Regions from separate parts of the Danio rerio genome. Here all the other regions are linked to region 1. A link is a contact called in public Hi-C and HiChIP or PLAC-seq data. All regions are on one chromosome and are shown on one strand. The core of a region is the stretch at or near the end of the contact, and the rest is flanking DNA. Distances in the headings are between cores, read along the strand shown.

Region 1 (4,349 bases), core at 1,292-3,791:
ACCATTATTTAAAACAGTCATTCTTTAAAGTTTCCACATTGGTGACTCCCAAACTCTGACTACTTTAATTTATTTGCTCATCTCATTCATTTTACATCGACAAGCACTGTTGGACATCTGATGCGACAAGCAAGAACAACCTATAAGTTTTGTCATCCTAACAACAAAATGTGTATTAAAGCGTTCATTAAAGTGATTTTTAAATATTGGGGTAGAAAATCTGTCCCTTTGTAATTACCTAGAGACACTGTAGTAACATAAACTATTAAGCCACTACCCTAAAATGACAAAGCCTGCTTTGCATTAGCAATGGATATGTGATATGCAAAGTTCATATTTGACTGACTTGACTGGCTTAACCGTGAGTTTTTTCTGTCTAACTGTAGAGTTAGTATGATAAAAAGAGGAATATAAAAAATGTATGAACTTTAAGTTAAAGTAATATTTTTCATGAAATGTTATTAAATGCCAAAAGTAATTAAAGTTAACTAAAAGTAATTTATATTTAACACATTTAGTTACACTTTATAGTGTTTTTTTGTTAACATTCAATGATAGATAATACAACATAAATTAATCTTTGTTGATACTAGTAAAAATATTTGATCATGTTGATGATTTATGTAGTGAATGAACCAATCAAATGATATCATGATTGTAAGTAAAAAACTAAATTAAATAACACATGATCCATAAGACCTTCCATAAGTTAAAACATTACTCATGTATTTTGTAAAATATTTCAAGTGAGTAAAAAAATTAAACTGACCACAGATTGTTGCAGTTTTTCATAGCAGGACTAATTTGGACTTCATATGATCGTTGCACATTCTGTGCCATATTGAAATGGATTTACCCTTAAAACTAATTGATAAAAGGCATACCTGACAACGCATTTAAAAATTCAATAATTACTGTTCTCTAAATGAAACACTTTTGATTAATACGCACATTTTAGCCGGTGAAACTCGTCCTTTCATTCCTTGCTTGGCATTTTGCCCTGCTTTGCGTTTCCACGTCCCCTTCACCTGCACCAGGCTGAAGACAGTCTCCTGCTTGTTGTGGTTCTCCATCGTCGAGTTGTCCCGGTGAACAGATGGCAGGCGAACCTCTTCAGGTGAATTCACTGTAAATGTCTCCCCGGGTCGCTCCATAGTTCAGGCGTCAATATATTATGACTTGAGGCTCATCAAGCAGGAGGAGCTTGCGCGAGAAACTTATGAAAGTTTCTCCCTCTCCAAAACCCGCTGTCTCTCACTAAACTTGAACTTGCATAACTCATCTTCACTATAAGATTAGTAGCGATGGCCTCACGTGCACGAAACACCCGGAGGCGAGTGTTATGAAATATGGCGTTAGGTGAGCTATATAATCAACGGTTAATGTTATGTATTACGCGATTATGCAAAAAAAAAAAGATAATAATAATAAAATAAATAAACAAACAAATAAACAATACCACACACACATATTTAAACGATTTATCTTGTACCAAAGTGTACTACTTTCATTAAATAGTCTGAATGTGCTTTAAAGACAGAAGCTTTTTGTTCAATATCATTGTTTAAAAGAATGCCATCACAGTTATATGATAGTAGAGCTATTTACTATTTATTTCTAAGTTGCAATGGTAATCATCCATTGTAAAGATGACTCATTTTTAAAATCCCAATTTTAGACAGTTTGAATCTAAATCAAATAAATCAAAGAAAAAACACAATAAAGTAAATAATTAACATGATTATAAATGGAAATAAACAATAATAAAACAAGACAAAGGAAAGACATTTTAGGTGTGAAGTAAAGCTGGTTAAACTGGTTTGACTGTTTGATAAGCAACCACATGCACTGCAAACTCGGAGCACATCTCAGTTTTCATATCTAGCCTATATAGCCTAATATTTACTCACCCCTATAACTAGATTACCCACAGCATGCTTAGATAAGTACACTGTAATTGTAACTACTGCATGTACTGTAAAGTCCTTTTTTAATTGCAGTTGCAGTTATGCTCTATGACAGTGTTTTGATTTTAAAGAGTAAATTGTGCGGTGGAGAATGGTGTTATGTACTTTTGGATTTTATTGGAAGTCATGCGTACTGAAAAAAAATCATTTGATTTTTTTTATTGCATGCCTTTGCATGTCATATACTGTAGACTTCATCTGATCTTTGGAATTGCTTGAGGTCAAGTTTCTATTTTTACTCACAACTATTAATCTCTAACATTACTTTCATTCCATTTTCAACTATAAACAGAAACATAGATTAAATATCTAAAGAATAAAGTTATATGCACACAAACAAAGCCTAGGCTATAGCTTCACAAGGTGTAGCCTTTAAGATTAATATGTATTGATGAAAACCCTGTCTTAGACAGTCAAATGAGCCAAACCTTGTTCCTCATGATTTAAAAAAAATATTTAGCAATCATTAACATATTTGACAGAGCAGGTTGAGATAACGTGACCTCAGTGGGGCACTGCGCCCGGGTCACTGCGACCCGGGTGACCCATACACAGTTACATAGTCAGTGCGCTGCGCGCGCACACGTGGCAGGCAGCTATAGAAGCGGAGCAATGCACTCAAGGCGAAATCGTTACCTTGTGTAAGTTTGTGACGCGCTCCTTTGCATAAACTGTACATGTAGGGTGGGTTTGCTCAACGGGGAACACGGCCAACACAACTAAGCCCTCCCTACTCTAACTACACGGATTCGCCATGCAGACAGCAAAAGGTAGGAATGTTTACGTGGGTCTGTTGGAGCTCGCTAAATGACAAACCAAACCGCAGTTTTCTGAAATAACGTCTGTTTTGCTTGCTGGAGCAGTGCTAACGCGTGCTTAATATTGTCTCATAAATCTAGCTGAGACTTACTATCAGGACAGCCAAAAATAACTTCACAAAGTCACGAGTGGGATTCCAGTCTGGGTTAGTGTTGCTGAACTCGGTCAGAGTACTCCTAATATCAACACGACACGGTTAATAAATTACTTTAGAACACAATAAAAACGAAAACATGTCATGCGATGATCGTGTTAAACTGTTGTGTTTATGTGTGGAACATTAGAGCTCCTCCTGCCGTCAATGCAATTCGCTTCAATCCAGGGAATGAAACAGAACCGTTGCTGAAAACACACTGTTGCAGTCAGAATTATTAACCCACTCCCCCCGAATTATACCCCCCCCCCCCGTTTATTTTTAGTTTTTTTTTTCTCAACACATTTTAAAAATAATAGTTTTAATAACTCATTTCAAATAACTGATTTATTTTATCTTTGCCATGATGACAGTAAATAATATTTTACTAGATTTTTCAAGACACTTCTGTGCAGCTTAAAGTGACATTTTAAAGGCTTAACTGGGTTAATTAGGTGAACTAGGCAGGATAGGCAAGTTATTGTATAATGATGGTTTGTTTTGTAGACTATCGAAAAAATATATAGCTTAAAGGGGCTAATAGTTCTGTCCTTGAATTTTTTTTAAAATTAAAAACAAATAAGACTTTCTCCAGAAGAAAAAAATATTATCAGATATACTGTGAAAATGTCCTCGCTCTGTTGAACATCATTTGGGAAATATATTTTTTTTAAAAAAAGAAAGAAATTCAAAGGGGGTTTAATAATTTGGATTGCAACTGTACATACATGAATATTCTTTATGTATATATTAAAATGTTAAAAAAATGTTTTAATTAAAAATCTGAAAGCAGCAGTCTGGTTTCCATATGATCTGTATTTAATTAAATGTATAAACGTTTTATATTCGTAATATTCACATATGAAAACAGGAATGCATTAATTAATTACAAATTTACAAAAAACAAATTGTTATTTTAATAGTACAATTAGTGCAGAAAAAGTATTTTACACATGAGGCTGCGCAGAAAATTCCACAGAGTTATTGAGAAACAGTAGAGGTCTTTAGCTCCACCCAATGCATTGATCTCACAAAATGCACATGCACTATCCACAGACCTCTCTTTTTAAAGCTTTATTTTTAAATTATTAATAAAAAAATACAATTAAAAAAATGTAAATGACCTGTGTGTCATACACTGGATTGACGATTAACATGATACAGTATAACATAGAGCCTATAAAAAAGTTATACACTCCTAAAATTCAAGTTACTGGAGCAAAGATGCCTAGTATATGTATTTGTTTCATGATCGAGAGTTCAATTACAAACCAGTGCAGATACTTTTATAACAACTTAAGCTGTTGGTCAGTTTAGAACAATACTACTGATAATCACTGATATATTTGACTAGAATGATTTATATTTTTAAGAATGTAATACATTTTATTTGCACCTCAGCTCTAGCTCAATGCTCTACTGTCAAATTT
Region 2 (4,349 bases), core at 692-3,191, 470 kb after region 1:
AAAAGACAAAAGTTGTGTTGTTTCATCTTATTTTAAACAGGTGGTTTGAACAAGCAGCAGTAATATTTTGTGGCGTGCACCACCCTCAATCAAATTTGGTTTTTGGCCCTTAATAAGAAAAAAGTTTGGCCACCCAGCAGGTAAAAGCTTGTCACACTATAAAAATTGCAGTGTCTTAAATTTTGTGGAATCAAATGAAATGTTCTAGTCATCTCAACTTACATTAATCAAACTGTGTTTTTAAAAACTGTGTACACTGTAAACAATGTTGGGTTTGACACAATCAATTTGTGTTGGGATAACATGAAGGAATTGAGTAAACTTAATAGTTGTTACAAATTTAAGTGGATTGAACATAAATAATTAAGTTTTCCCAACGAAATCTCAAAAATCGTGCTGCAACAAAAATATGTTTTAAGTGTATGAGCAATATTTCGGAATAAACTAACAATTTGAATGTGAATTGCCCAAAAAATCCCGTTCATTCGGACATTTGCCACTAGGTGGAGCCAAATATAAATAATAATTAAAAATAAATTTTGACATTAGTCATAGAAAACACACAATCACCTAATTAATACATAATTAATCTTCATCTTCTGCAAGAATTAATACGTTTGAAGTGTCAGAGACTTCAATGTATGTCTGAACAATCATCATCACAATAAAAGCAATTTTCAAAATTAACATCTTTGCTGCTCATTTTTCTTTTTCGATTTTCTTTGAGCACAGCTGCACAACAGGAGCTTATTCTTTTACATGTTCACATTTATATGGAGAGGAAAAACTAATGTCAAAATGACCAAAACTACAGTTCTACTACTGTACCTTGAGTTAATTTGACCTCAAAGACACACAATCCCAAAGGACCCTGTGACCAGTGAGGCTACAATCAAACAAATATATTCATTCAGTGTATATAACATTCAATATGAACTGGAAAGGTCATTAGGTTATCTTCAGTATGCAATAAAATGTGTTGAACAACTCTTTATTCACACTTCAGTCAAAATTAAAGAACAAATCAAATAAAAATCTAATAAAGGAAATCTGCAAGTTTATAATTTTTTTTGTAGTAGAAAAGGGTGCTTTCCAATGGTTCAAAAAGAGGTAATTCACCTTATTTTTTCTGTTTTGTTATTCTGATATCATTTACCCACCCTCCACTTGTTATAAAATTGTATATTCTTCTTTTCTTTGTTGAACACAAAATTATATATTTTTTTTATTCCTGTTGTGCCACAGAAGTTTGCTTAATTGCATGATCATATCTAAACACTAGAGGACGCTATTCAACTCAAAACTGACTGGTGATGAAATGGAAATGAAAGTACTATCTTTTTAGGCAATGCATAGGCTTTTTTGTTCAAAATATAGACTATCTCTTGTGTGATTGTGTGACTTCAGACTGTTTTTTTTATAATCACAATTTGCAGACAGAGTAATTTAGTCAACAGTGGGTTGATTGACAGGGATCAGTCATGGTTACTCTTCAGCACCACGGACAGCGCCTCGTTTACCTTAAATGACTCCATACTGGCGATTTTCCTGGCTGATTATTTTACGTCCACATAGCTACTTCAAAATGTAATGTCTCATTTATTAGGCCAAGCCAATTAGCTAGAAATTTGAAAAAGAAGCCATCTATACTGCCAGTGTTTTTCAGCATGTGCTCGGTGGTTGCTATTTGAATAGGATGTATTTATTGCCCATTCATATGTATCTCTAGCAAATTAATTTACTTAATTATTTATAAATCTTTATTACAAAGAATATAATACATCTGAATATAGGCTACATCGACTTAATCGTTGCCGAAGTCATCGAGCTTACAGCTGATTGGCTGGCGTTTGCAAACGATTTAAGATGACGTGCAGCTTCACTGTAGACATGCAGCCTCAAGCCGTTGCGGCGCGACGCGTCGCGAGGCGTCATCCTATCGGCCGCTGCCAGTAGACTCGATGTCAGAATCGCCCCGTTCTCCATAAAGACGGACCCACCGTTTGTGTCACCGGAGGTTTCGCCAAAACAAGAACGCAGACAAGACGGCTACGTGCTTCGTCGCGATCTCCACAACAAACTGGACGCGTGCGTATAAGCTGTTATTTGTGTTTTGATGAAACGTCTTGGGTTGTTTTCGGCCTACACGACCGCGATTTTCAGATCAATGGAGACGGATACGTGTTTATTAGGGTGCCTTTTCTTCGACATTTCATGGATTACTCAGCAGCTCCATTTTTGAAGAATCAAGAACCGCACGACGCCGAAACGATGCGCGCGATGTCTTGGATCACCAAACGGCTAGAGGTACGGTCATATAAAAAACTCAACTGAGTGTTATCGACTAATATTTTGTTCATCAAACTGGGGGACCAGGACTGCTTAATGTCGGATTACAAAGCCCAGGCTGGGTTGTGCTTGCACAGATGGCGAACACAAGTGAACCAGGGGGAAGCAACCCCTCGCTCCAGAATTATGCCATCACTGCGTCTGCGGTCAAACTGGCGTCTTTGGGTCTCATCACCTGCATCAGCCTGCTCGGGAATAGCGTGCTGTCCGTGCTGGTGCTGAAAGACAGCTCGCTCCACAAGGCTCCATATTACTTCCTCCTCGACCTGTGCGTGGCAGACATCATCCGCTCGGCTGTGTGCTTCCCGTTCGTGATGATCTCCATCAACAGCGGCTCTGTATGGAGCTACAGCTACATCAGCTGCAAGATCATCGCCTTCATGGCCGTCCTGTTCTGCTTCCACATCGCGTTCCTCCTGTTCTGCGTCAGCGTAACGCGCTACATGGCCATCGCGCACCACCGCTTCTACTCCAAACGCATGACGCTGTGGACATGCGTCGCGGTGATATGTATGGTTTGGACGCTGTCGGTCGCGATGGCATTTCCCCCGGTCTTCGATGTCGGGACTTACAAATTCATCCGGGAGGAAGAGCAGTGCATATTCGAGCACAGATACGTGAAAGCCAACGACACGCTGGGCTTCATGCTCATGCTGGCCGTGATCGTGGCCACGACCCACGTCGTGTATGTCAAAATGCTGTGTTTTGTTTACGACCACCGAAAAATGAAGCCGGCGCAGCTGGTTCCGGCTATCAGCCAGAACTGGACCTTTCACGGGCCGGGCGCGACGGGACAGGCCGCTGCCAACTGGATCGCGGGCTTTGGACGCGGTCCGACGCCGCCGACGTTAGTGGGCATCAGGCAGGCGGCACACAACGCCAACAGGAGGCTGCTCGTGCTGGACGAGTTCAAGATGGAGAAACGGATAGGAAAGATGTATTACATGATCACCCTGGCGTTTCTGCTCTTCTGGGCGCCCTACATCGTGTCGTGTTACATCCGGGTGTTTGTAAAGGGAAACGCGCTTCCTCAGGTGTACCTGTCCGCGGCTGTGTGGTTGACTTTCGCCCAGGCCGGAGCCAATCCCATCATCTGTTTCATCTTCAACAAGGAGCTGAGAATGAGATTCAGAGCCTGTCTGCCGTGTTGCCTGACCACACAAACACCCATGGAGCCCTATTGTGTGATTTGAAGTGTTTTACTCTCTTGTTCACTCTCTTGTCTGCTTGGTAATATACGGTGGCCCCAAAAAGTACAACAGACTCGGGGAGTGTTTAAAAGGATGTTGATTTAATATTTCCATATCTGTTTTAAAATATAGCAGATTATAAAATGGTGACACTTCTCTCAATTCAAGTGAAGCACAAAGAGTGCCACTTAAGCCAAAGTTAACATGAATCAAATGCTTTAACTCTGTCATTCATTTAGAATGAGTCATTGTAATGGCAAAGGGAAAATGTTTAATTTACAATGTAATAAATATATATGAAGGTATATATAACTGGGTATATATAACAAAAGGCATATAGAACACTGCAAAAAAAAAAACACTGATGATGTGTTCACAATGATCAATAAGTTATGACGTTGATGTTAATCAATTATAACTTATTAAACAAAATAGATTTTTATTTTTTTGTTTTAAGTCAGTTGAAGTTAAAATGACTCAAAAGGATTTGATTCAGCTTTATTTATTTGTTAATTTATTTATACATTTTTCTTAAGGAAAAAAGTATAAAATGTGCCAAACACATCTAGAAGAGTCATTCAATGACATAATGCATAATTTTAAAGATTTATGTTGTACCATTGTCCTTCTAACCATTAAGTTTTACCATTTGTTAGCAAAAAAAGAGTTGTTATATAATAACTTAAAAAATAATAATTAATAAAAGCCCTGTGAATAAACAAGAATTATTATTTAATAATTATTAAATAATAATTTATTAAAAAATTTATGACAAAAAGTCATGACAACAAATGTTTGTGTGTTACTTTT
Region 3 (4,349 bases), core at 1,051-3,550, 450 kb after region 1:
GACATCCATTTGCCATCGAGCCCATTTAAAACCCATGACTAAATAATTTGGTTATTCGAGTGCCAGTTACCACTGTCATCCAAATTGTGCGGTGTATGTGACACACGGCAAGACTGTCAGACGCACTGATAAAGGACAGCTCTGTGAAGTTTAACCATGCGAAAACGCGTCTCTGTAAGCATATATACAATTGCGGTGTATTTATACCGACTTCTTCTAGACCAGCGCTATGTTAGTGATGAACAGGTGATGAATGCTGTGATTATGAAAACCAATGCATTTTAAGCCAAGCAAACATGTTCTAATAATGTCTTGGGTTTGGAGCATCTAAATTCAGGATGTAAATAACAGGAGAGGAAGAAAATGCAAACTACAGAATGGCTATGCTTTCAATGTTACTTTGACCATTGAGTTTTTTGCTACTTCCTTATTTAAGTCTTTGCTGTTTGTTTTGATTACTTTTATTGCAATATTTTGGTGGCTAAAGTAAAATGGGGTTTTAACTGAACATAGTGGCTTACTGCTCACATAATGTCAGGCCCTTGGAAATTAATTATTTTACCAATATATATATTTTTTTCAGTGAACATATTCCTGCATTACATACTGTACTTACAAGTCACCTTTTCTATTATTTATTTTTAAGATCTTTTTTATCCTCATTAAGAATTCATTAATATTATAATTGTTAGGAAACTCGATGTAAAAAGTTCAAACACGCAGACCAGTTGTGTAATAAATGCTTAAACTAAATGATTATTAGCAATAGTAATACTTTCTGTAGTGCATTTCATTGCACCATAGTAATAACTTACTGTTGATTTCTTAAAATTAAACTATTAATATGACAGGTGGTTGTGAATTGTCCATCACATTCTTTTTCAGTCAAAAACTTATTAACATTAGCACAGTACCATTTCATTTTGTTTTTAAAAATAATGTAATCTTCATTGTTTAGAATTAAGGAATAGGTGCTGGAAATTTTCAATCAGGTTTACATCAGGACTCTGGTCTTCCCTTTTAATTATTTCAATGTTTTCATCTTTAAGGAACTGCTTTGCTCATTTGCTTGGTTACAGGAGGCTCATTGTCCTGACTGAAAATTGCTGGCCGATTGGGTGATGAACACAGGGAGAAAACTGCAAGTGCAAATGAACCTTCTGATAAATTATTGTTGATTTCTTAAAATAAAACATCAGTATGACAGGTGGTTGTGAATTGTCTGTGTATACATAACATTCATAATATAACAATATGACAATAAATGTAAAACATAGTTTAATAAGTGCATTAGGGCTGCACAATATATCAATTCAGCATCTATATCATAATGTGAGCATCCGCTATCATCACATTGTATAGATACGTTGGGATTATAGCTGCCCAAGAGACACACTTCAGAACACAAAATTTAAGTCACTGCAGAGTTTAACTATAATGAAGTGAAATGTTGTAATTTGTATGTTTTTAAGACTTAGGAGAGGTGCTCAGGCACAATACATTCAATTGGAAGTTTAATATAGAATACTTGTAATAAAAATTATTTATAGAGTAAAGACTTTGAGAGTCATTTTTACATTTAGATTACCATAAATCATACACTGTTTCACTTGTATCCTTGCTTTATTGTATATACCAACACTCACTATTACCTAGTTTTGTATTAGCATGCATGTTGAGATATTGGCTTCTTACTTATAAAGTACATAATCTGCAAGAGTTTATTCTACATCCCTAACCAAATATCTAAACTACCATAATTCTTATTAATAAGGATTAAATTAGAAGTTTATGAAAGCAAAACTCATAGTTAATGGTTAAAAATGTTAACAAAGAGAATTGTTTCACCAAATGATTGAATAGCCCCATTTGGAAAGAAATTGTATGGTATGGACACAGTATATCGCAACATATATTGCAGGAAAAAAATATCAAAATGTTAAATTTTACCAATATCACGCAGCTTTAATTTGAACTAATTCTGTTTTTAAGAATTCTGGGATTACATTTTTTTTTTGTATCTCAGAAATTATAGGGCTTCTATTGCTAATACACCTTACATGCAATAATATAAATTACAGATGATAAACTCAAATTACAGGTAAATATAGTTTGATATATAAATGGTGACTAAACCATTTAAAAATACATATATTGAAACAATCATTTAAAATAATGCAAGTGGTCACTATTTTTTTTGACCATGTCACAAAAAAGTATAGAGTTTCTTACTGTTTCAAGAGGTGACGGAACAGATGATTGTAGACTCTACAATTAAATTCCTTTGGTCTCGTTGAGGTATCTAAAAACACATATATATTCATTATCAATCAGTGTTGCATGACTTATGAATATGAATTATCAAGACTTTCCTATTATTCAAATAACAAATGAAAAAGCCTCTTCAATCTAAAGTCGGTTCATCCATTTCTCGTTAATCAAAGATTAATTTGTTCTAACAATTACACTAAATCATAGAAAACAAAAAAAAAGAGTACTATAACCAATAAACTAAGTGATAAACCCTCCTGAAAGTATCCATTCAATCACTGTAAACAATTGCATATCGAGTTCACAGAAATGCACTCAAAATTCCCATCACGCTGCTCTATGATATTAAATCAAAAGATTGATTCTCTCAATATCCAGCTTTGAAGTTCACTCGGCATTGGCCAATTGATCAATCCACGCTTCAGAAGATCGTACATTATGCTCATTCATAACATCAAAATGCTTTTAGAGAAATATCCAGTAATCCCCAAGTACATTTCTCAGGCTTCTTTCTCAACACTTGCACTAGGAAAACAAAGAACCAACAAATGGTGCTTTATTGTTAGAACAGTTTTTAGAGGCTTGGATATCACCACCTGTTTGCCTCAGTATTACGCATTTGTAAAAAGACAACGCTTTAATTTTTGTCTGGCAATTTCTAAACCTGAAACAATGTTCTCATGGAATTTCATAATTATAACAGCAAGTACACAACACAAAAATCATGACAGGGTTAATAAAAAATCTACGAGGATCTTCTTTCAAACAGCATCTTGAGGTGAGGTGACAATGACTCAAACTGATTCACTTTTAGTCGGTTTCTTAAAGCGGTGAGCAAAAAAGGCTGTACGTGCCCACTTTCATGTGAACGAGGCAGGATTGCTGCCGAGTTAAGCGTTTAAGATAATTACCGTGCTTTTATAATGATCCGTCCAATAAGGCCTTACATATATCAAATAAACAAGCAACAACACGTCAATTAAGACCACCCGAATTGCTTCGAAGTTCAAACCAGCAAATAGGCCACATTTTGGTATAAACACACATACAGATGTAAACAGAAGATCAAAGAAAACTTCCATCGGTTATTCCTCCTTTGAATTCATTTGAACATTCAATTGAAAAAAAAAAAAAAAAACAAGAAACCTTCTTGCAAAAACTAATTAACATGCATGCTATGATAAGGTAATTAGTACTCGAGCCGTTTTCCTGATTAAACATACTCTAATTGAGAGCACGCTGCTATTGAGAGGGAGGAAAAACTCTATTCCCTTGGAGGGCACTTAAACGGTGTCCCTTTTACAAACACGTAAGCAGAGACAAAACACATGTTAATTAACAGTCAACAATATTGGCCACTTCTCTAACTTCTCTTTTTAACAATACATTTTAAGGAATACTTTCAACACAATGTCCTTAAGATGCAACTCTTATAAGTTGGTAAGTCTATTAAGAGCAAAGATAATAATTTTAAATATACATAAATTAAAATATATAAATAATTTTGCTGTTTTTTTAGGTTTGGGTTTGAGTAAATGGTAATTTTTTATTCACTAAAAATCTGATTTCTTCCAACATTTCTTCTAAATGCCAAGTAAAATTATTGTCTTTGGGTTCGTTTTGAATTTTTTCATTCATTTGATTCAAATTCAGGGTCACACCACCAACCACATATATCTCCCTCTGTATTCTTTAACCTATATAGTAGACATTCATTATGTTTGCTGTGGATCCAGTGAAAATGTTTGCAGGACAAGTGAAGAACTGAACTACTGGCCTGATAAAAAACATATATCCTTATTGTTGAGCTTTAGCAGATGATGGAAGGGCAACACATTTCCATGAAAATTGTTTTGTCAGGGTGAAATATGGATCTGAGATCATAGCAAAGTCAAGAGCAATGTGAATGTACTAAAGCCCTCATGATGAGGCATCCAGCCATGTTTATACATTTATCATCTGTTATTTGATGAAGAAACACTGCTCTAATTGGAGAACTACAGAGGTTGGGATGAGTAAATCCTGAACTGACTCTGTAAAAAAACAATGATGTAAGCCAAAGATGCCTACAACCATTG

Evidence for each region. Hi-C and Micro-C count contacts between places; a contact is called where the count stands out from the background. HiChIP or PLAC-seq counts read pairs in DNA pulled down with a chosen protein or histone mark.
Region 2: an H3K4me3 HiChIP or PLAC-seq map of embryo shows a contact between it and region 1, with 10 times the contacts expected there. The contact joins the promoter of gpr27 here to the promoter of zgc:113054 in region 1. A contact is called at or near these places in 5 of 18 Hi-C or Micro-C datasets (caudal fin, embryo, hematopoietic stem cells and 1 more) and 2 of 4 datasets of contacts at active chromatin or transcription factors (caudal fin and embryo).
Region 3: a Hi-C map of fibroblasts shows a contact between it and region 1, with 5 times the contacts expected there. The contact joins the promoter of foxp1b here to the promoter of zgc:113054 in region 1. A contact is called at or near these places in 6 of 18 Hi-C or Micro-C datasets (caudal fin, embryo, fibroblasts and 1 more) and 1 of 4 datasets of contacts at active chromatin or transcription factors (caudal fin).

What each region holds. Positions count from the first base shown.
Region 1 is chr6:45,954,321-45,958,669 of GRCz12tu, forward strand. zgc:113054 reads left to right here and starts at 2,542. Exons shown (of 11, transcript NM_001013450.1): 1 at 2,542-2,737. The coding sequence starts at 2,722. It overlaps eevs (2-epi-5-epi-valiolone synthase), which reads right to left and starts at 2,530. Exons shown (of 5, transcript XM_001343386.9): 1 at 952-2,530. The coding sequence starts at 1,154.
Region 2 is chr6:46,420,261-46,424,609 of GRCz12tu, forward strand. It overlaps gpr27 (G protein-coupled receptor 27), which reads left to right and starts at 1,942. Exons shown (of 1, transcript NM_001114434.1): 1 at 1,942-4,349. The coding sequence starts at 2,427. The coding sequence ends at 3,542.
Region 3 is chr6:46,399,683-46,404,031 of GRCz12tu, forward strand. It overlaps foxp1b (forkhead box P1b), which reads right to left and starts at 2,301. Exons shown (of 20, transcript NM_001039637.1): 1 at 2,233-2,301.